7 separate regions of the Mus musculus genome follow, and all the other regions are linked to region 1. The links are chromatin contacts, called in public promoter capture Hi-C and targeted proximity ligation maps. All regions are on one chromosome and are shown on one strand. The core of a region is the stretch at or near the end of the contact, and the rest is flanking DNA. Distances in the headings are between cores, read along the strand shown. Region 1 holds the start of Men1 (multiple endocrine neoplasia 1). Region 2 holds the start of Bad (BCL2-associated agonist of cell death). Region 3 holds the start of Fosl1 (fos-like antigen 1). Region 4 holds the start of Sart1 (squamous cell carcinoma antigen recognized by T cells 1). Region 5 holds the start of Stip1 (stress-induced phosphoprotein 1). Region 6 holds the start of Ovol1 (ovo like zinc finger 1). Region 7 holds the start of Efemp2 (epidermal growth factor-containing fibulin-like extracellular matrix protein 2).

Evidence for each region. Promoter capture Hi-C pulls out the DNA fragments that hold promoters and counts their contacts. Capture Hi-C pulls out chosen DNA fragments and counts their contacts.
Region 2: a contact with region 1 is called in a targeted proximity ligation map of pancreatic cancer cells. A contact is called at or near these places in 5 of 39 promoter capture datasets (cranial neural crest, embryonic stem cells, hippocampal neurons and 1 more), 8 of 130 datasets of targeted methods (astrocytes, bone marrow-derived macrophages, embryonic forebrain and 5 more) and 2 of 9 other capture datasets (liver and pancreatic islet).
Region 3: a contact with region 1 is called in a targeted proximity ligation map of pancreatic cancer cells. A contact is called at or near these places in 3 of 39 promoter capture datasets (embryonic stem cells and liver), 2 of 130 datasets of targeted methods (large pre-B cells and pancreatic cancer cells) and 1 of 9 other capture datasets (adipose tissue).
Region 4: a contact with region 1 is called in a promoter capture Hi-C map of pre-B cells, with 4 times the contacts expected there. A contact is called at or near these places in 3 of 39 promoter capture datasets (liver, neutrophils and pre-B cells), 5 of 130 datasets of targeted methods (acute myeloid leukemia, astrocytes, double positive thymocytes and 2 more) and 1 of 9 other capture datasets (liver).
Region 5: a promoter capture Hi-C map of pre-B cells shows a contact between it and region 1, with 2.3 times the contacts expected there. A contact is called at or near these places in 2 of 39 promoter capture datasets (pre-B cells and second pharyngeal arch cranial neural crest) and 4 of 130 datasets of targeted methods (bone marrow-derived macrophages, large pre-B cells, pancreatic cancer cells and 1 more).
Region 6: a contact with region 1 is called in a promoter capture Hi-C map of liver, with 2.1 times the contacts expected there. A contact is called at or near these places in 2 of 130 datasets of targeted methods (kidney and pancreatic cancer cells) and 1 of 9 other capture datasets (liver).
Region 7: a promoter capture Hi-C map of pre-B cells shows a contact between it and region 1, with 3 times the contacts expected there. A contact is called at or near these places in 10 of 39 promoter capture datasets (the C10 cell line, the SN4741 cell line, embryonic stem cells and 5 more), 4 of 130 datasets of targeted methods (astrocytes, bone marrow-derived macrophages, large pre-B cells and 1 more) and 1 of 9 other capture datasets (adipose tissue).

What each region holds. Positions count from the first base shown.
Region 1 is chr19:6,333,755-6,336,454 of GRCm38.p6, reverse strand. Men1 (multiple endocrine neoplasia 1) reads right to left here and starts at 1,442. Exons shown (of 10, transcript NM_001168489.1): 1 at 1,373-1,442; 2 at 550-1,010. The coding sequence starts at 994.
Region 2 is chr19:6,941,241-6,943,940 of GRCm38.p6, reverse strand. It overlaps Bad (BCL2-associated agonist of cell death), which reads right to left and starts at 1,379. Exons shown (of 4, transcript NM_001285453.1): 1 at 1,317-1,379; 2 at 895-1,074. The coding sequence starts at 1,066. It also overlaps a transcript of Gpr137 not described here.
Region 3 is chr19:5,446,400-5,449,099 of GRCm38.p6, reverse strand. Fosl1 (fos-like antigen 1) reads right to left here and starts at 1,402. Exons shown (of 4, transcript NM_010235.2): 1 at 1,045-1,402. The coding sequence starts at 1,149.
Region 4 is chr19:5,387,292-5,389,991 of GRCm38.p6, reverse strand. Sart1 (squamous cell carcinoma antigen recognized by T cells 1) reads left to right here and starts at 1,289. Exons shown (of 20, transcript NM_016882.3): 1 at 1,289-1,677. The coding sequence starts at 1,365. D330050I16Rik (RIKEN cDNA D330050I16 gene) reads right to left here and starts at 1,656. Exons shown (of 1, transcript NR_033224.1): 1 at 1-1,656.
Region 5 is chr19:7,038,596-7,041,295 of GRCm38.p6, reverse strand. Stip1 (stress-induced phosphoprotein 1) reads left to right here and starts at 1,270. Exons shown (of 14, transcript NM_016737.2): 1 at 1,270-1,416. The coding sequence starts at 1,408.
Region 6 is chr19:5,559,206-5,561,905 of GRCm38.p6, reverse strand. It overlaps Ovol1 (ovo like zinc finger 1), which reads left to right and starts at 1,331. Exons shown (of 4, transcript NM_019935.3): 1 at 1,331-1,705. The coding sequence starts at 1,606. It also overlaps a transcript of Ap5b1 not described here.
Region 7 is chr19:5,473,369-5,476,068 of GRCm38.p6, reverse strand. It overlaps Efemp2 (epidermal growth factor-containing fibulin-like extracellular matrix protein 2), which reads right to left and starts at 1,379. Exons shown (of 11, transcript NM_021474.3): 1 at 1,295-1,379; 2 at 891-1,008; 3 at 613-661; 4 at 1-3. The coding sequence starts at 1,001.

The DNA.
Region 1 (2,700 bases), core at 193-2,692:
GTGTCAAGGAGAGCAAGCCCATGACCCCACGAACCCCCACCCCTCCCTTCTTCATGTTCTGATTTATCTCTGCACTTTTTTCCTCAAAGCTCACAAGAGGCCTCAGATGCTTGCTCAGTACATTGCACGGAGAGCTGAAGCACTTTGTCCTTAGTCAAGCCCGTGCTTCCTTTCAAAATATTTTCAAAGGTATAATCTTAATTGTCTCAAATGTACCCACCCATTTGTCCTACCTCCCCAGTCTGCTACCACCTTCTTTCCCCATATGTTGGGCTGCCAGATCCCTCTGGCTATTCAATGGCAGGGCTGGGACTGTTGAAAGACTGGGGAGTAAAAGCTGGCACCAAATGACCAGGTTCCAGTCTCAGCCCTGTCATTCTGACATTCCCCTCTTCAGAATTCTCTTTCCACAACTGCGAAGGAGAAATAATACCTGCCCCACCACACAAGGTTTACAAGTCTCAAAAGGGCTATAAGCCATATTGTTCAGACATGAGAAGAGGTAAGACAACACTCATTTGCTCTCCTGACCACCTGTCTGACTCCAACCTGTGATGAAGCTGAAGAGGGACTGGATGTGGGCCCGGTCCTTGAAGTAGGAGCGGCTGAGGCTGTTCCATATGACATCCGAGACCTTTTTTACCAGTTCGCGACTAGAAACACCTCCCTCTCGAGGATAGAGGGAGAGGTCCACAGCGCCGCGGATCTGAGCGGTGAATCGGGCATAGAGGGCAGCAATGATGGATAGGTCGGCCACCGGGAAGTAGGTGAGGCCACCAGGAGGGTCGGGTGCGGGGCTGGGCTGGAAGGTGAGCTCCGGCACGTTGGTGGGGATGACACGGTTGACAGCCAGGAAATGCTCCACGAAGCCCAGGACCAAGGACAGGAGCACCAGGTCAGGCTCCTCTCGGCCCAGCTCTGCAGCAAACAGGCGCACCACGTCGTCGATAGAGCGCAGAGGGAACAGCGTCTTCTGGGCGGCCTTCAGCCCCATGGCGGCGGGCGGTGGCCTGCGGGCGAGCCGAGGGAGGGAGGGTCGGGCTCGGCGAGAGAGCCCCCTCCCAGGCTCGGCTAAGGCTCTACCCTCCGCCACAATTCTGCTTCGCCAGCCGCTTCGTCCTGTGCTCACGGGCGGCGGCTCGGTTTCTGAGACCCTTCAACCAAGGCTATATAGGGCCTTCTAGTTCCTTACAATTCCGGGACCCCCAGCCCCGATGAGGCTGCTCCCAAAGACCTATTGGGGACCCTCAAAGGCCGCCCCTCCAGTCCCTACAATCTCTACCCGGCCCTCTGGAGCCTGTCCAGAAGGCAAACCCAAACCAGCCTCCCACAAGTCCCAAGGAGAGTCCCGGCTTCGGTCCCCCGCGCCCACCTCCGCGCTTACATCCCACACAAGGCACCGCGGCGCCCGCCGCCTGAAGCCTGCTGGGAAATGAAGTCCCGCGCCTCCTATGGCCGCACTGCCTGCTGGGAAATGGGGAGTCCTTGCTCACCCGGCCCTCTCTAAATCTGAAAATGACAGCCAAACCCGCAATGGCTTATGGAAGAAGTAGTCCTGCTGCTCCAGGGCGGGTAAGCTGAGCTCCTCAACGATTGGTCATCTAGGATCACGCCAGAAGAAGTTCCTCCGTGACTTCTGGGAGATTGTAGTCCTAGGATTAAACTCAGGCGCAGTAGCGCCCCTGCAGTGTGTATTATGGCCAGTTTAAGATGTGAGGGAAACTGTTGCTCTAAAACACTACAAGGAGGCTGGAGACCTGGTTCAGCTGTTCAGAGCACTTGTTGCTTTTGCAAAGGACCTGGGATCAAGTTTAGGTCCCCACACCCACATTGTGGCTCACCATCTGTAACTCCACTTCCAGAGGACCCATGCTTTTCTCTGACCTCCACCAAGCTTGACTTGGTGCACACACATAAAAAGGCAGACGAAACATCCACACCTAAAAAGAATGCAAGGCTGAACACAGTACGGCGGAGGCAGAAGGATTTTGGTGAGCTCAAGGCAAGACTGGTCTATGATCCAATACCAGTCCTTGAAATTAGAGGCAAGGAACTCAGGGTGGACTTCAGAGATGACTCAGAGTTAAGAGCCCTGGCGGCTCTGGCTCAGGACCCTGCGTTCCCAGTATGTACATGTTTGCTCACAACTGGGTCTTTAGCCCCACTTTAGGAGGTCCAATGTTCTCTGCTGTCCTCTGCAGGCTCCAAGCAGGCACCTTATGCACACACATAGGTAAAATAAAATTAAGGAAAGAAAAGAAAAAAAAAATCAGGAAGTTCAAGGTCAGTTTTACCTTAGACAGGATCTTGCTTTTTAGTTCAGACTGGCCACAGACTCACAATATTCCTGCCTCAGCCTCCACCATGCTGGGATTATAGATGTTCACCACCAGTCCACATGGCACCACCCCTCCCACAAGGCTTCATGACCTCATCTTAATTCACGAAGTCTGTAATGACCCTGTTTCCAAAACGAAGTCTTTTTGTCTGAGACCAAGACCTCAATAGATGAAGCTGAGGAGATGATGTAGCAGCTGAGAGCCTTTTGTTGTACCAGTAGGAGGACCTGAGTTCAAATACCCAGAATTCACTTATACGTTTGGAATCCTAGCATTATAGGGCATGGATGGGGAATGGGGTCAGTGTGGGGGTTAAAGGGAGGAGGGTCTTGGGACTTCCTGCCTAACGACCTAGCTGCAG
Region 2 (2,700 bases), core at 130-2,629, 610 kb before region 1:
TCACTTAGGGTCACCTGCCTGTCCCATCTGGGCAAGAATAGTCGGGCTGAAGGCGAGCCATAGAGTAAGAAAGAACCTACTGAGCTGGGCGGCGGTGGTGCACGCCTTTGATCCCAGCACTTGGGAGGCAGAGACATGAGGATTTCTGAGTTCAAGGCCAGCCTGGTAGTAAATGCTCTGAACCACTGAGCCATTTTTCCAGTCCCCTCCCCCATCCCTTCTTTTAACCTTCAGCTTTCTTCTTCCTTTTTTATTAGTTTTTATTATTATTATTTATTTATTGGTTTTTCTGTAGGAGTGAGTTCCAAGATAGCCAGAGCTACACAGAGAAACCCTGTCTTGAAAAACCAAAAAATAATCATTTTAAAAAAAGAAAGAAAGAAAGAAAGAAAGAAAGAACGAACGAACGAACGGACCTACTGGCCACTTCTTGGGCTGGAGAGATGGCTCAGTGGTTAAGAGCACTGACTCCTCTTCCAGAGGTACTGAGTTCAATTCCCAGCAACCACATGGTGGCTCACAACCATCTGTAATGGGATCTGATGCCCTCTTCTGAAGACAGCTACAGTGTACTCACATACAATAAATAAATGAATAAATAAATAAATAAAGAGAAAAGTCACTTCTTTGGGGCTCTGCTTACCTCCCACTGATCTTGGGGACATAATAAGGGGGTCTGTTTTCAGCATTCAGTGAGTCAGCTTAATCATTAAGGGCATACCATACATCTCTGTGAATTAGCCCAGTGATGGTTTGTAGAAGAAGCAATCTGATGAAAGGAGCTATCTGGGGCTTCCCAAGAATCTTTAGGAAGTATGGCTGCAACAGCAACGTAAGGGGCACCTGAGAGTCAGGGGGCATGGGACAGGCAGATAATGGTAGTGAGGAACCTACCTCCATGATGACTGTTGGTGGCTGCCCGTCCCTGCTGATGAATGTTGCTCCCCAGGAGACCTGGGGCCAGGTAGGGACCTGGCTGGTCCTCAGTGAGGCTAGGGCCCAGGCCCCTATCTGTAGCACTAGCGTCTTCCTGCTCACTCGGCTCAAACTCTGGGATCTGGAACATACTCTGGGCTGTAGAGACAAGGTAAGAAGTACTCACTACACAGCTAGGCAAACAGTGTTTATGAGAAGCAGAGGAGAGGTACTCCTGTCTCCCTCTCCCACCACGGTAGCTCAACTCCCCAAATCTTCCCAATCCCTCATTTGTCTGCTCAGTCTGCCTGGCTGTCGCCCGAATATTAAATCTCTCTTCAGAGCTCTGTCCAGACACTAGTGCGCTCCCCCTGCCCGTTAGGACCGGGAATAGGTCTCACCCCAAGCCCGATCTCGAGGCCCCTGACCCGGGCCTGCCTCCTCCCTCCAGTTCTAAGGGCGCCCGGCCCTAGTTTCCTGGGCGACGAGAACTGTCACAGATCTGACCCAATCAGTTTTCGAAGTAAATCCCGGGTCGGCCTGGAGGCGGGGCCACCCCAAGCCAGGTCCCACCCCTGCGCCGACCTGCTGGTCTCCACCGCCTTCCTCCCGCGTCGCTCCCCAGGCTCCGGATTCCGGGATCGGACTTCCTCAAGCCTAGGGCGTGTGCAGGAGCCAGCGAGGGCTGCTTTGGGGTTCCCATTTGGATCCTGGAGGCCTGCTTCGGCTGATAAGTCCTCCAGCCCTTCTGGGCCCGAATTCCCTCCTGTAAAATGGGGTTAATGACACCTCCCTGGGGAGCTGGTGAAAACTCTGTAAACAGCTTAGTGATTACTTATAGAGCCGTTCACTGAAGCTCGGCCGTCGGATGCAATGGTCGTTGCGATGGTTATTGCTCCCCCTGGACCGAGTGACCGGGATGGGAAGACCAGCTCCTTCTTCCCGATCGTGGAGGCCTTGCACTGCCCGTCTTGGGGACAACCCCCCGCGCCATTTCGGGAGCTCCTTTACGGCAGGATGGCCGCCCGGGTGCGGAAGAAGGGACGGGGCGCCCAGGAAGGCGAGCCGTGGGGCTCCAGGGGCCTCTGCTGCCAGGATAGGTGTGCGTACGCTGCCCCGGGCCGGAGCGCGGGGCCTGCAGACAGAAGCTAGGGGGCGGGGTCCGGGTACCATCTTGGTTGTGGGCGGAAGTTTCCTTCAGTGACCCTGTGCGGGGAAGTCGTTGCCGCCCCCCATATGGGCACGCCGAACGCGATGTGGATTTGGGAATCTAAGCGTGGGAAATGGTAGTCCCCAAACATTAAGAGCTGGCGGTCCATGGCACTGGTAGCCCAGGTGCTTGCTGCGTGCGGCCTGCTCTACTCTCGGCCGCCCGCCGCCATCCGTAACCCGGGACACCCGCCGGCAGCGCACCTTGCGGCGATTCTCGAAGAGATGCACGCCGGGCGCGGCGCATGGCTTCGGAGTCCCTGCCGGTCGCTACGCAGTTTACGTAGCGAACGGACGTCCGCGCAGGCGCAGGAGTGGGGCGGAGCAGAGGGAGCCGGGGAGCTGGAGCCCGGTGTCCCGGCGACCGGATCCCGCTTACCCCGCAGCGGCCTGAGACCTGACATCGACTTCCTCTTATTCACCGGGGCTGAGGGTGGACGCGGTGGGGGAACACGTCTGGAATCTTGAGGACAGAGGAAGAAGCCTCCCAATCCGGATTATTGGAGGGGAAAGAGGAACCAAGCTTGGGGAGGGGGAGAGCGGGGCGTTGGGCGCCCCCGCAGCGGCCGCTGTCCT
Region 3 (2,700 bases), core at 153-2,652, 890 kb after region 1:
CTGGGAGAGAAAACTGGGTTCAAGCTCTGTGAGCTAAGGATGTGGGGCCCCTCCAGTCCAGGAAGCACCTCACATGCTTAGGCAAGTCTGGACAGCTATGTCCCCAGCCCAATACTGGGGGACCCAGCATCTCAGTGACCCCCGTTCTGGGCTAGAAGCACTGCCAGGGGCATCTCTCGCTCCCAGGTCGTCGGTCCTTAGGGGCCGTTTGGGGCCAGGAAGGGAGGGGCACCCAGGGTGACTCAGCCTCAGTGACTCGGCCCGCTGTGACTCGGCGAAACGGACGCAGCTCCTTCCCTCCCCTGGCGACACGTGCTCGCGGCCCCTCGACAGGAAATGGACACCTGCAACCTCTCAAGTGCCCCTATCCAGCAGTGAGAGACGTCGGGTGCCGAGAATGTGGAGCGCGAGTGTGGCCGGGCAGGTGACCCCGCGCACATCCCAACACTTCGTGGTCTCCAGGAACCCCTCGGAACCACTGCCTGGGGCCCATGGGCTCTATACTGCGCACAAAGAGATGAGGACTTGACCGGATAAAGGGACACGGACAACCAGAGCAACACACGGACAGCCTCGGACAGGCTGCTAAGAATTCTCTGTCCCGGCTGAGTTCTGATGGACCCCGTCTCTATGTGCCCAGACCCCAGGTCCCAGTTATTAACTGGAGATGGAGAACACCTCTGATCCTGTCCAGGCAGGGATGGGGCAGGTATTTAGAGGGACAGCGTATTAGGGGCAGATAGGAGGAAATGTAAGACCGTAACGGAGACGGAGGGGCAGAAAGACAGTCAGCTAGGGAGATACGGGCGAGCGAGAAGGGGAATTCGCAGATATTCGCGCTTCCCGCTGCGCTCGTCCCCTTGGCCACCGGGTACATAGGTTCCCCGACCACACAGAACGTGCAGGATCCTCGGTCGCGACCACCAGAGTCAGATGCTGCTCGGGGCCCCAGTCCAAATCCCGGAGCAAACTAGACTAATCCCAGCATCCCTGATGCTGTCCAAACTCAGGTCCCCCCCCCCCCGACGATTCGGCCAGTCTCACCTGCTGCTGGGCGGTCTGTGCCTGAGCTTGCGGGGGCTGCGCGGGGCGACCGTACGGGCTGCCAGCCCCGGAGCTCGGTCCCGGTTCCCCGTAGTCTCGGTACATGCCCTGGGCTGGATGTTCGGTAGGGTCCGCGTTGGCGGCTGCGGTTCTGACTCACTCGCGCCTCTCGGAGTCTGGTCTTTTTTATGAATGAAAAGTTCTTGGGCTGAACCACTTGCACCACGGGGGGTGGGGGCGTGTCTCAGCGGCGCCTTTCACCTCGCAGGGGACCCACCTCTCCAGATGAACCTCTGTGGACCGGTCCGCTCGGAACTTCACGACCCTCTGCTCGGGTGGCAAGCCGCCTCTACAGACAGAAAGCGACCGACTTGGCGTCCCCTAGCATCCGCGGCGGCCACGCCCCCCTCTGACGCAGCTGCCCATACATGGTGCAATTTCCTTGCCGCGCCCAGGTGCACCGAGGATTCCCCCTGACGCACCTTGCCGAAGTTGGGGCTTGCAACTGCGCCCCGCCCCGTTCAGACTAGCCAAGGTTCCCAACACAGGGCGAAACAAAATCCTGTGGCCGCCTGGCCTCGCGCCAAGACTTAGAAAGAAGAACGGGGAGAGTGTCTGAAAGCTGGGAAGTGAATTATAAATATGGGTTATTATTATCATCATCATTATTTACCTGGAGAGAATCATTCCAACTGTCACCCAAGTCTGCAGTCCTGACTTAAGACCGCTCCTCTCAAGTGGGGTGAGAAGTTTCTTTAGTTGAGTTTGCTTTGCTTGTGGTTTGTGGAGGGAGGTTGGTTGAGACAGGGTCTCAGGTATCTAGTTGAGGCTGCCCTTGAACTCCTGATCCTTCCGTCACCTCTCAAGTGTTGGACTGTGCCACCATCACACCTGGCTTTTGTAGATAGGGTCTCTTGTTGTGCAGGTTGGCCTTGAACTCCTTATGTAGCTTAGAATAACCTGCTTTCACTTCTCAAGTGGAGGGCAGACATTACAAATGTGCCCCTCCACACCCAGTTTCAACTGTTGTCAAGGTTTTTGATAGACTGAAAGGTTATTGACAAACCAGGGTTATGAAATGTTGTTATATTTGAATACTACGTGAAGTGGCATTTAGTGTACCCACAGATAGAAGGCGCTACATGTTTGAGACCGTCTCTGGAGCTATCACAAGCTTTAATCCAGGCCTCTACAGGCAGAGAGCGCCTACAGAAGGACATAGGTGTCCTGAGACACAGTCAGTAAGGCTTCTTGACTGAAGGTCTGACTGGAGGCACTCCTCCAGTACTATGTGTGTCACCAGCCCACTTTGGAAGTATGTGAAAGGCCTTGATACGGGTGAGGTCCTGACCAGGTGTGCTGAGGAGGTAAATGCCATCATAACCCCCACTTCTCAGATGGGAAAAACTGAGGCTGACAGGTATTGAAATGAGTTGCTCAAGGCCACTGAGTAAGTGGCTGAGTCTGGTGACCAAGTCAGGCCATGAGCTTCAAGCCTTTACATTGTACGTACACGAAGAATGGCAGACTGGGAGAGCATGGGTCCCAAAACTCTTTCTCTGATTTCTTCCATCTCAATGGAGACTGAAGAAACTTGTCCTCAGGGAAGCAGAGGCCTGGGCTGTCTTCATTGGGAACAAAGGCTGGGGTTCTGCT
Region 4 (2,700 bases), core at 40-2,539, 950 kb after region 1:
AGTGGGTGGCAGAGGTTGAGCTGTTTCCCCCACGCCCTGGAAACCCAGGCTACACCTCATTCTCAACAAGCCGTCTCTCTACTGAGGCGTGGGGCACCGGAAAGGAATCCGCTGAGACTTTGCCATGCTTTCCCCAACATGCCAGGGGACCTAGAAATCTTAGTGAACAGGACCCTGCCTCTGAAGGCGCTCAGTCTCGGGGTGGACCTTCAAAGGTGCCCATCCCCCACACCAAACCACACCAGCGAGGTGCTACACCGGAAGTCCAGAGAGGAGCAACGACTATCAGATGGGAGTGTGTGAACCCTTAACTTAAACCCTTAACCCTTTACTCAACCCAAAACAAAGCAACCAAACTAAACAAACAATCAAACAAACAGAAACCCAGGAAAAGTCGAGAAAAGCATGTAATCCCAGCCTGGGCTACATAGTTAACAGGCTAGACAGAACGGGAAAAACAAAAAAAGGAGGGAAAGCATATACATGCACAAATGTGCCGAATTTGCACTCAAGCCTGGAGTGGCCATGCACACGAGAGGCTGACAGAGGGACTGTGGTGGGTTTGAAGACAGCCAGGGGTAAGTAACAAGTACTAGACCTACCTTTACAAAAAAAGAAAACTAGAAACAAACCATCACTCAGTATCACCAGGTTTATAGGCACAAATTCAAAGAGCACTCCAAAGCCTAGTTAAAAAGGTCCAATCCAGCTGGGCGGTGGTGGCGCACGCCTTTAATCCCAGCACCTGGGAGGCAGAGGCAGGCGGATTTCTGAGTTCGAGGCCAGCCTGGTCTACAGAGTGAGTTCCAGGACAGAGAAAACCCCTGTCTAAAAAATAATAATAAAACGGTCCAATCCATCAGTCTAGGGGACATAGGATGACGGTAGCGTTCGCTAAAAGAAAGAGTATTTTCCAACTCTGGATGGAGCCCCGGCACTAGGGAGCTTGCTTGGACAGTCACTGGAGAGGGGGCTGCCCACAGAGAGACTTGAGGCACAGAGCACCACGAAGCGATCAGAGTGGAAGGGGAAGGAGGCAGGGGAAACTTCTAGCTCCGGAGATGATGACCCAGTACCATGCTAAAGTTCTTACGGCTCTACGACTACCATCTTAGATGGCGCGAGAGGGTGGACGGCGCAGTCTCTACAGGTGCGCGTGCGCAGAGACCAGTAGCTGGCAGGCGGGACCGCGCACCCTCAATCAGTCCCTCCCGTGAGCCTTTGGAGGTTCCCAGGCAGGCCCCGGAAACAGCCCCTCTTAGTTTCCGGCAACAGGAACGGGGCGGTCGCGCGACCCGGAAGCGTTCCCATTTCGCGTCGTCTGGGCTAGGGTAGCGGCCCGGCTCCAGGCGGACGCAATAATCATGGGGTCGTCAAAGAAGCACCGTGGCGAGAAGGAGGCGGCCGGGACGACGGCTGCGGCCGGGACTGGGGGCACGACCGAGCAGCCGCCACGGCATCGCGAGCATAAGAAACACAAGCACCGGAGCAGCGGCGGCGGCAGCAGCGGCGGCGAACGACGGAAGCGGAGCCGGGAGCGTGGGAGTGAGCGCGGGAGCGGGCGGCGTGGGGCGGAAGCCGAGGCCCGCAGCGGCGCGCACGGTCGCGAACGAAGCCAAGCGGAGCCCTCGGAGCGGCGCGTGAAGCGGGAGAAACGCGATGACGGCTACGAGGCCGGTGAGGGCGGGGCCCGGGGGCGGGGCAGGGTCTTGGGATGCCCAGGACGGAGGGTACGGGAGGACCTCGAGGGCCATCTGCCTCTCGGGTTAAAGACGTCCTCCGGGTGTTTGGGGTTAAACGTTGACGTCTCCACGTTAAGCTTTAAGAAGACAGGAGTCTTCCTGCCTTCCCTGTCTTCCTGGCACTTCACAGCAATGCATTGGGTGGGTGAATGAGGTGGGACGAGCGTGTACAGACAATCGACCAATAGCTCATAGCGGAGACATGAAGCAGTAAGATAGGCTTGGGTCTGAACCAGCGCTGTAAGCCCTGTTGAGAAGTTTGGGCTTTGTTATGAGGATGGTAGGGAGCCAAGGATTTGAGTAAGCAAGTGACTTGAATTGCATGATATTTTATGAAGATCAGTGGGTTGAGAGCTTGTCAAACGTAGGACCAGAGATCAAGAGATCGGGAGGGAGGTCCAAGCAACCAGGTGAGGGCTAATAGTATGCATGTTTCTCTATGCAGCGGGCCGGAGAGAAGTGGACAGATTGAATAGGAATTCGGTCTGATTGGCCTGGTGAATGGAGGTGTCATCTGTTGGAACTGAGTTTAGAAGAGAAGCAGATTTGAGGCAGGGGAGAATGACACAGTTTTGGGAGAACTTTATGTTTGGTGTATATGGGAAACCTTACAGTTTAAGTGAGATAGAGTGACTTTGGGCTGGTGTGTATTCAGGAAACCAAAGAAGTGCCTTAGAACATGTGGAATGAGAACGAGAGTCAGGCATAGAACCTGCTAAATTCCAGTAGTTCAGTTGTGGGCAGAGGAACATGTTGAGGAGCATAAATAGTAGCCAGTGGCAGGAACCCACAGTCTGCCCATAGGATCTATGCAAAGAGAGCATTGCTGAAGTGTGATCCACCACAGGACATTAATCTTTTAAACAAAGGATTGTTTTTATGTTAATGCATTTGAGTATTTTACCCTCATGTGCCCGTGCCAGCAGAGGTCAGAAGAAGGCATCGGATCCCCTGGAAC
Region 5 (2,700 bases), core at 21-2,520, 710 kb before region 1:
AAAAAAAAAAAAAAAAAAAAAACAACCAAAAAACCTAACCTTTGTATTTTCTTTTTGTCAAACAGAAGGTTGGAGGCTCATGGGTAGAGGGCTTGTGTAGCACAGACAAGACCTTTGTTTCTATCTCCAGTCACCCAAAAAGTACTCTTGCCACATTTGGCTCACACCTGTAATTTCAGCACTCTGCCTCTTCCCTCTCCCTCTCTCTTGAGACAGGGTCTCACTATATAGTTCTGGTATGGATAGCTCTGGCTGTCCTGGACCTCACTATGTAGATCAGGCTAGCTTAAGAGATACACCTGCCTCTGCTTCCTGCGTGCTGTATGCCACCACCGCTCATTTCCTCCGATCTTAAGTGAGGCAGGAGAAAGAACTAGGTAGGCATAAGTGAACAGATAAGGGGTAACCGGATGGAGAGGGTATGCATTGGTGCTACTGGCACAGACATGGCACCGCACAGCCCACGTTCCTTATACAAATCCTGTCCAGACCCCTGATCATCAGTCTCTGTCGTTCCATAAGCTACACGCTAAGCCTGCAACCCAAGTAGCATTTCTGCTGGCAGGCCATGGTGACCAAAGCTTGCAGCTGAGTTCAGAGAGTAAGGGCCAAGCAGCCGGTCCGCCAGGACACTGCCGGAAAAGCGGAGGCCTGTCGTGGCCCGCAGCATTTTGGGAACATTCAACGCAGGCCCGTCATAGCCCGCAATATTTTGGGTACATTCCGGGCCTAATAGTCAGGATGCGAGGAAGCGCGGGCCAACAGTCTCAGACTCAGGGAAAACAGCTTGTAACGCTGTAGTTAAAGCCTAGGCGACACCGGGCCAGATGCTCGACTCCCCACGAACCACCAGCCAGCCGAGCACCCCCTTACAGGGCAGCGGCATAAACCAATCAGCGCCAGGAATGGCCAAATTTTTTTTTTTCCCCACCCATCCACCCAATTGAATGTTTCCTCTGAAAGGCGGTTCCGTCTAGGAGTCCTTCAGCCCAATGAGAGTTGTGGAAATTTCCAGAAAGAACAGGACCAATGGGTGCGGCCAGGCCAGCTACAATTGACGGACTAACCAACCAATCCGTGTCGTCAAGACCCGCTCCTCCCTCAGTTAGCCTAGCCCTGAAATAGGCGGGACTTGCCGCGGAGTGTCCAATCCGGAGGTGCAGAGGAGGCAGGGCTGAAGAGAAGACCCGTAAAAAACCAATGAAAGAGAAGTCACGATGATTGACTGAACTTTAAGCCTATAAAAGGGGCGAGCAGAGCCTCCTGGACGTGTTCAACCAGTGAGCAGGCGAGGAAGGGGCGGTAACCTGGGGGTCCCGGCAGCTTCTAGTAGGTTCCAGAAGGCGGCGCGTGCGGTTGGGAACGCGGAGCGGACGAATTCGATTCAACGGGGTTCCGGGCCAGGCTATGGAGCAGGTGAAGGGGGAGGGGCGGCCGGGGCCCCGGGGCAGCGCAGGCCTGTTGGCGGGGAGAAGCGAGTGGTTGGGGGGCCGGGTCGGGCGGCCGAGGCGCGGGCGTGAGAGCCGCGGTCGGGCGTGTGAGGGGAGAATGGCGAGCGCCCGTCGCCCCCGCGACCCGCCGAGTGGAGCGGGAACAGGCCTGGCCGCGGCCGGGCCCCGAAGCTTCTGGGGGCCGGGCCTCCTCAGCGCGGAGAGGCCCCTGTCGGCCGCTGCGAACTTGGAGGGATCCGGTGACCGATCACCCCAGCAGCCTTCGGGGTACACGGCATCTGTGTGCGCCCGGGAAAAGGACCCGCGCGACTGCAGAGAAGGCGGGCGCGGACAGTGTCACCAGGGCTCCCTGAGGCATACATATGTCGCCCCTCCCCCCACTTTTCGTAGTGACTGTGGGGTGACTGAGTATCCGACCCTTGGAAATTCCGTTCCCGATTACACAGGATTTAGTGGTTTTAGACAGTTGTGAGCCGATAGTGAGGAGCTAGAAGTCCCTGTCTCTACCGCTCAGCATCTGATCTGGGGCACAGAGGGAAACCTGCCGTCCTTACCTTGGTGATTTAGCTCAGGCTACAGTGGCCTGCATCTGAGGCCTGGAGAGGTTTTGTTACCTTGGAAGCTGTCATTGAACCGTTGTGATTCATCCAAACACACACATACAAAAAGAGCACAGCTTACTACTACTTTTACTGTGATGTATAAAGTAAAACCTTTTGTTCTGGAATAGTCACTGTGAGGGACCGTGGGGCCTCTCACCTTGTTAATAAGACTAAATGGAGAGGTTAATCAACTTTCTGTACCCTTGGAGTAATTAAACTGTAACTGCAGTACGGACAAGAGAGACGCTTTTTTGGTATGAGTAACACCTTGCTCTGTTACAACAAAAAGAGGTTGTTTTTCATTATCATTCATTCATTCATTGTGTGGCACTAGGGATCAAACACAGGGCCTGAATTTAGAGCTATGGTCTACCCCGTCCATCCTCCCCACCCTCCTCAGTGGGGAAAAATCCTGCCAGCCATTATACAAGTGTGCAAGTGTTCCTGTGGACTGCAAACTTACAGTAAGATGACAAATTTGAGCGTTGGGCTTAGAGATGGCTCAGTTGGTTCAGCGTTTGATGTCTAAGGATGAAGGCCTGGGTTCCGATTGCCTTTACCCACTAAATCGGTGAGGGGAGGGGAGACCCGAGCATCTCAGGCCTGTCTGTGAGCTCCAGATTCATTGAGATTCTGTCTCAGAGTAA
Region 6 (2,700 bases), core at 82-2,581, 770 kb after region 1:
TTCACTATGAAACATAGATTGGTTTCTAACTCAGTTTCCCTACCTCAGCTTCCCACAAGCTGGGATCACAAGCATGAACCGTATCCACCTGTGACTCCTGACTTTTGAACTGTGTGAATTAATTTATCAGACTAATTTCCTCACAGTCTGTTCCGGCAAACATTTAACACTATGTGAGACAGGTGTACTGAAGTCTGGAGTCTAAAAATGTTAGCAGCCTTTAACTGCAGGTTCCATCCCTGCCTTTAATAGGTCAGCCAGTAAAAGCAACCCAGCACGGCCAAAGTGTCATAGTGTGGCTCACACGAAGGCCACGGAACACTCTCAGTTCAATGGGGGTGGGGCATAGCTCCAACTAGGCCTGCTGAAGAGTACAGCAGGGTGGAGGGGGAGCTGCTTGCTGATCTCCCACCCAGGGAGGACACTGGTTGCAACAGGCAAGAGGACTGTGTCAGATCTCACTCAGCTGGAGTCATTATCCCAGAGCCTCTTCCAGGTTTTCAGAATCTGAAATCCGGCTGTTTATGACCAGGAGAGTTTGGGCGAATACACCCGCCCATATGCCAAGGTGCTGGCCTGGGTTAGGTTGGACTCAGGGCAGTTTAATCGCCCTCGAAACCAGAAGGCAGGCTCCAGCTTTGGATTCACAGGCGCATCCGAGCCTCCCGGTCCACGCGCACCTCTCGTCTCGCGTGCCTTTCCGCAGGAACCCGGTGCCCAGCAAATACCTCTCCGCTGAACCAAGAATTGCTCACCCTGGCCTTGGGGATCCCTGGCCGCTGGGTTCGGGCCCGGACCGCCGGTTCCCGCTCCGCGGCTTTGTGCCTCTCCCGGCGCCCCGGGCGCGCCAGGCTGGGCCCGGACCTGTTGGGCCAGTTTTATGTCATCGCCCACAGAGCGTGCGAGCGCCGGTGCAAATAACGTTGCCCTCCCCTCCCTTTCCGTGCCCGCTCCCTCCGAAACTCTAGTTTGCAAACGTGAGCACGCTGGGCAGGGGAGGTCCGGGGCGGGCCGGGTGCTTCTGGGTGTGGGGACCGGAGCACGCCCCCTAACCCTGCCCCCGTCGTGCCACCCCGCCCGGGCCGCGAGGCCACCTCACCCGCAGCGGAATGGAAACCGGTTCGACAGGTAACAAATAGGTGGGTTGTCACCGTTATTTCCCAACGCATGCGCCATCGCTCTCTCGGCCACTCCAAGCTAATTAGATCAGATCAACACCCCTACCCCACCCCCGCCCGAGCCACCAACACACACCGCCGCGAGCCAATAAAGCGTGAACCCGTCCGTCCAGCTCGCACTTGAAGACTTCGCGAGCAGCCGCGGGGACGCCAGTCGAGCTAAAGGACGCTGGCTTAGCGCTTCTGCGATCCCGGTGCACCTGGCTGCACCCTCTCTGTGGACACCGGCGACCTTCGGCGTAGTTGGAAACGCCACGCGTGGTCCCTGGTACACTCTGTCCTAAGAACGTGGACACGCCTCGGCGACTCTTTCCTTGAACTGTCCCTATTCCCGCGCCTCAACCCCGATCCGGTGGAAGAAAAGGTGGGACGACCACACGAACTCGACTTACCAGAGCGAACCGCGCCGGGCCAGGAGGAACTGAAGATGCCTCGCGCGTTCCTGGTGAAGAAGCCATGCGTCTCCACGTGCAAGAGGAACTGGAGCGAGCTCCCGGACGAAGAGCGCGGCGAGATCTACGTGCCAGGTGAGGCGCCTCGGGCTCCCGGCGCCGGGAGGGCGGGGCGCACGGACCAGCGGTCGGCGCCGGTCAGTCGAGCGTGGGGACGCAGATTCTCGTCGCGATTCGACCCCCGGCGCTGAAGGAGCGTGGGTGGGGGAAGGGGACTCCAAACCGAGGCTTTGCCGCTCTCAGGCCCGGGATCTCCTGCCCGCGCCGCGCTACAGGGGACGCAGTGGGGTGTGTCACCGCTCAGGCGACCTCCGGCTCTCGTGTCGTAAATCCAGAAAACCCGGGCTTTCATGAGGCAGGAGAGGAGCACTGGAGCGATGCCACTTTGGAGGGGAGGGCCAGGGAATGGAAAGGAGCAGAGCTGGAGTTTCCGCTGAAACTTGGGCTACATTGTAAGAGAAAACTTGGCCCCATAACTTTGGTGGTATTGAAATGAGGGTCCAGATTCAGGACCACCGAATTTCCCTGGACTCCTGCCTGACGGTCCAGGAGCTGCTGGGAAATAAACCCAATGTACCTTGCTTGCCTTTGAGACAGTCCCACCTCGGTTCAGCTCGTGGAGGACACTAAGCAAAAGATGGTTCTTAGAGCCGTAAGGTACTCCAGGAAGCCAGTGTACCTAGTTTATTTAGGGAGGACGCCTTGACAGCCTGCACGTCAACTTAGAATTGAGTTGCTAGAATTGTCTCTTCTTCCAGCTGCATCTTCCTCTGAGACCCTAGAAAACTTCTGCCCCCTCTCTCCCAATACAAAACTCCCCTCCCCTATCTTGGGGGGTGGGGCAGGAGCCTACTGCCCTGCGCCTCCAAGGGGGGAGGGGGAGGCGGTAATTAACCAACCGACTTTGACCCTTGATCTGCAGGTTCCCTGGCTCCACCCAGGCTTTTAAGAAAGCAGGGGAAATGAGGGTGGTGAGTGAGGGGCCCTGTGCGGGTTCTTGCCTCAATTTCCCTCTTGGAAAGCTGTCTTGGGCGTAATGGTGTTTTGTGTCAGACCGTCCAGGATCCGAT
Region 7 (2,700 bases), core at 130-2,629, 860 kb after region 1:
CATCTGCAGAGAGGGGCCTGCTGGGCACAGCCAGTCACCTGGGCTGGCCCTGGAGGTAGTGGGAGGCAGATGCCCAACTTGGCCTTCTCTAAGCTGAGCAACAGAGCAAGACTTTCTCTCTGCTAGGCAAACTAAGGCTGCTGACCCAGAAGCCCTGCCAGGGATTGGCAGGACTGGGAGTGGGGCCCCCTGTTTCACACTGGTATCTCCATTCTCCTGCCTCCTCAAATCCCTGCCTCTACCTTTGCCCAAGAGAAATTTTGCGGGCCTGCCGACCCACGGGGCATGCACGGCTCTCCCAGGCTGCATTGGGATAAAGAGCTGGGCTAGGCAGGTACAGTGCAGTCCAGGGAAGGTGTGCGTATTTCCTTCTCTCTGGGCAATAGCCAGGTGCTCCCTTCCCTCCTGCAGGATAGAGGCCGTTTGTCCAGCTTCTTGAAGGGGCAGGGCTCCTAACTGAGTGGCACAAGGGAAGCATGGCTGGCTACCAAGCTGGACAGGGAAAAGGGCCATCAAGTTCCTGCAGCAGCTCTGGGAGGTAAGGTATCCCTGGGAAACAACAACCCCCTTCCCAGTTCCTGAAGATGGCTAGTACCCCAGACAGAGACTCACCCCGGCAGTGCTGGCTGTCTGCATCCCACTCATAGCCATCTGTGCATTCCTGGAAGGGAACCCGATGTGGCCAGTGACCACCCTGGCTGTCTCCACCAACTAGCCAGGCCAAGACCAGGGCCAGAGTTCAGAGTCATGCTCGGGTCAGCTCCACACAATGGCCTCCAGCTTTCCACCAACCAAGCCGGGGAGAATCTTGCCCAGAAGCAGCCTCCCCAGGATCCTGATCTCACTGTCCTTCCCATCCCATCCCAAGCTGGTGACCCCACGGTCCCCACCGTGTAGCTGTCCGGCTCCTCGGGATCCTGTGGGGACGCTGCTCCCAAGAGCAACAGCAGAAACGCCCAGAGCAGCAAAGACCCGGGGAGGCAGGAGGCAAAAGGGAGCATCCTGAGGCTGGGAGGTGGTGGGCAGAAGTCAGGGGTTTCTGCCACAGCACCCCCCATTCCCTCTATCTGGAAGGGGAGCCTGGGTCCCAGCTGTCTCGTCTCAGGACTGTGCTGAGGCTGGAACCTTCCAGGGCTGGGGACAGAATCCTTTCGCAGGCCTATGGCCCAGGCCCGCAATCCCGGACCGCCCCGCCCCCGCCCCGCGAGTCGTGAAGCGCAGGCCTCCCCGCTCCGCGCAGCACCGACTCGGCCGCCAAACGGCCCGCGCCCTCCCTCCGCTGGAGGCCACTCACGCGTCGACTCCAGCAGTGCCTGCGGGCGGGCGGACGGACGGACGGACCGCGCAGCTCACTGGACGCGCGGCCCCAGGAAGCGCCCCCCGCCCGCCCGCCGGCCGCGGCCCACCCCGGCGCCTCCGCCCGCCCTTCGGCGGATTCCTGAGCCCGCGCCAGGGGGAGGGACCCCGACCCCCCGGCTTCTCCGCCCCGGCCGGCCACAGGCCCCCACCCGGTCCCCCGCGGCGCTGCCTGGAGTCGCCTGCGGACGCCCAGCCAGAGTTTCCCAAAGTTTGGATCCTTAGGCCACTGACCTTGATGCTTGGCCCCCAAACTCACCTAAGGACCCCGGGCCTTCACTCAAAATGTTATTCTGCCCACCTAGACCCTATCTAACCTGTGCCTCCGGAATCCCATGCTGTGCATTCGCACCTCCGTGTAACCCGATTCTGCGCCTCCCAGAACCTACTAGGCATTTAATCCTCAGAGCTTCAAATTCTACTCCTTTCAGAATTTTATCCAGTGTTAAACCATCATCACTTAGATGATCCTAAAACTTCATCCAAGGTTTCCAGACCCTCGTCCAACTTAATTAATTGTCCAAATTAATTGTCCAATTCCCTCTGCATCCACATCCACGGCCTCCAGGTGGTCTCTTTACTTGGGGTACTGCTTCCCCAAGCCGTGCCAGCGCAAAACTACAGTAGTATGGGGGAGAGGGCAGCAGTATTCTTGGCTCGAAATGAATGGAAGCCCCTGGGAAGGCGGGCAAGCTTGAACTTGGGCGCGGAGGACACTAGGGCCCAGTGCCAGCCCTTTCCCGAGCCTCTTCCCATCCAAGTCCCCCACCCAGTTTCCGCCTCCGCCCCCAGCGGAGATCATGCCTTGGAGGCGGAGTCTGGGTGCCTCCAGCGCCCAGGAAGGGGTGAATGGGCGGGACTTCGCGTTGCCCACGTCTCAAGGCGGGCCTAGACGGGAAAGGGTTGCGTGTCCAGGGTTCCCGTGCCTGGCCCAGACCGCTAGCGGCAATAACCAGGTCTTCCTTAACTTTCCCTTACCCAACCTCTTTCCATCTTGTTTGTTTGTTTGTTTTTGTTTTGTCATTTTGAGACAGGGTCTCACATTGTGTAACTCTGACTGTTCTGGAACTCACTAAGTAGATGAGGCCTCGAACTCACAAAGATCCGCCTGTTTCTGCCTCCTAGGCTCTGGGATGAAAGGTGTACACTACCATGCTCCGCTCTGCCTTGACGTTTAAAAAAAAAAATCTGCTTCATTTCATTTAACTGTCTGAGTGGTAATGTATGTGGTATATTCGTGTGTACCTATTCACCTTATGTTTTAAGACAGGGTTTGTCGCTGGAAATTACTAATTTAGCTAGATTGCGTGGCCAGAGTGCCAGAGTGGTCTGCCAGTCTTCACC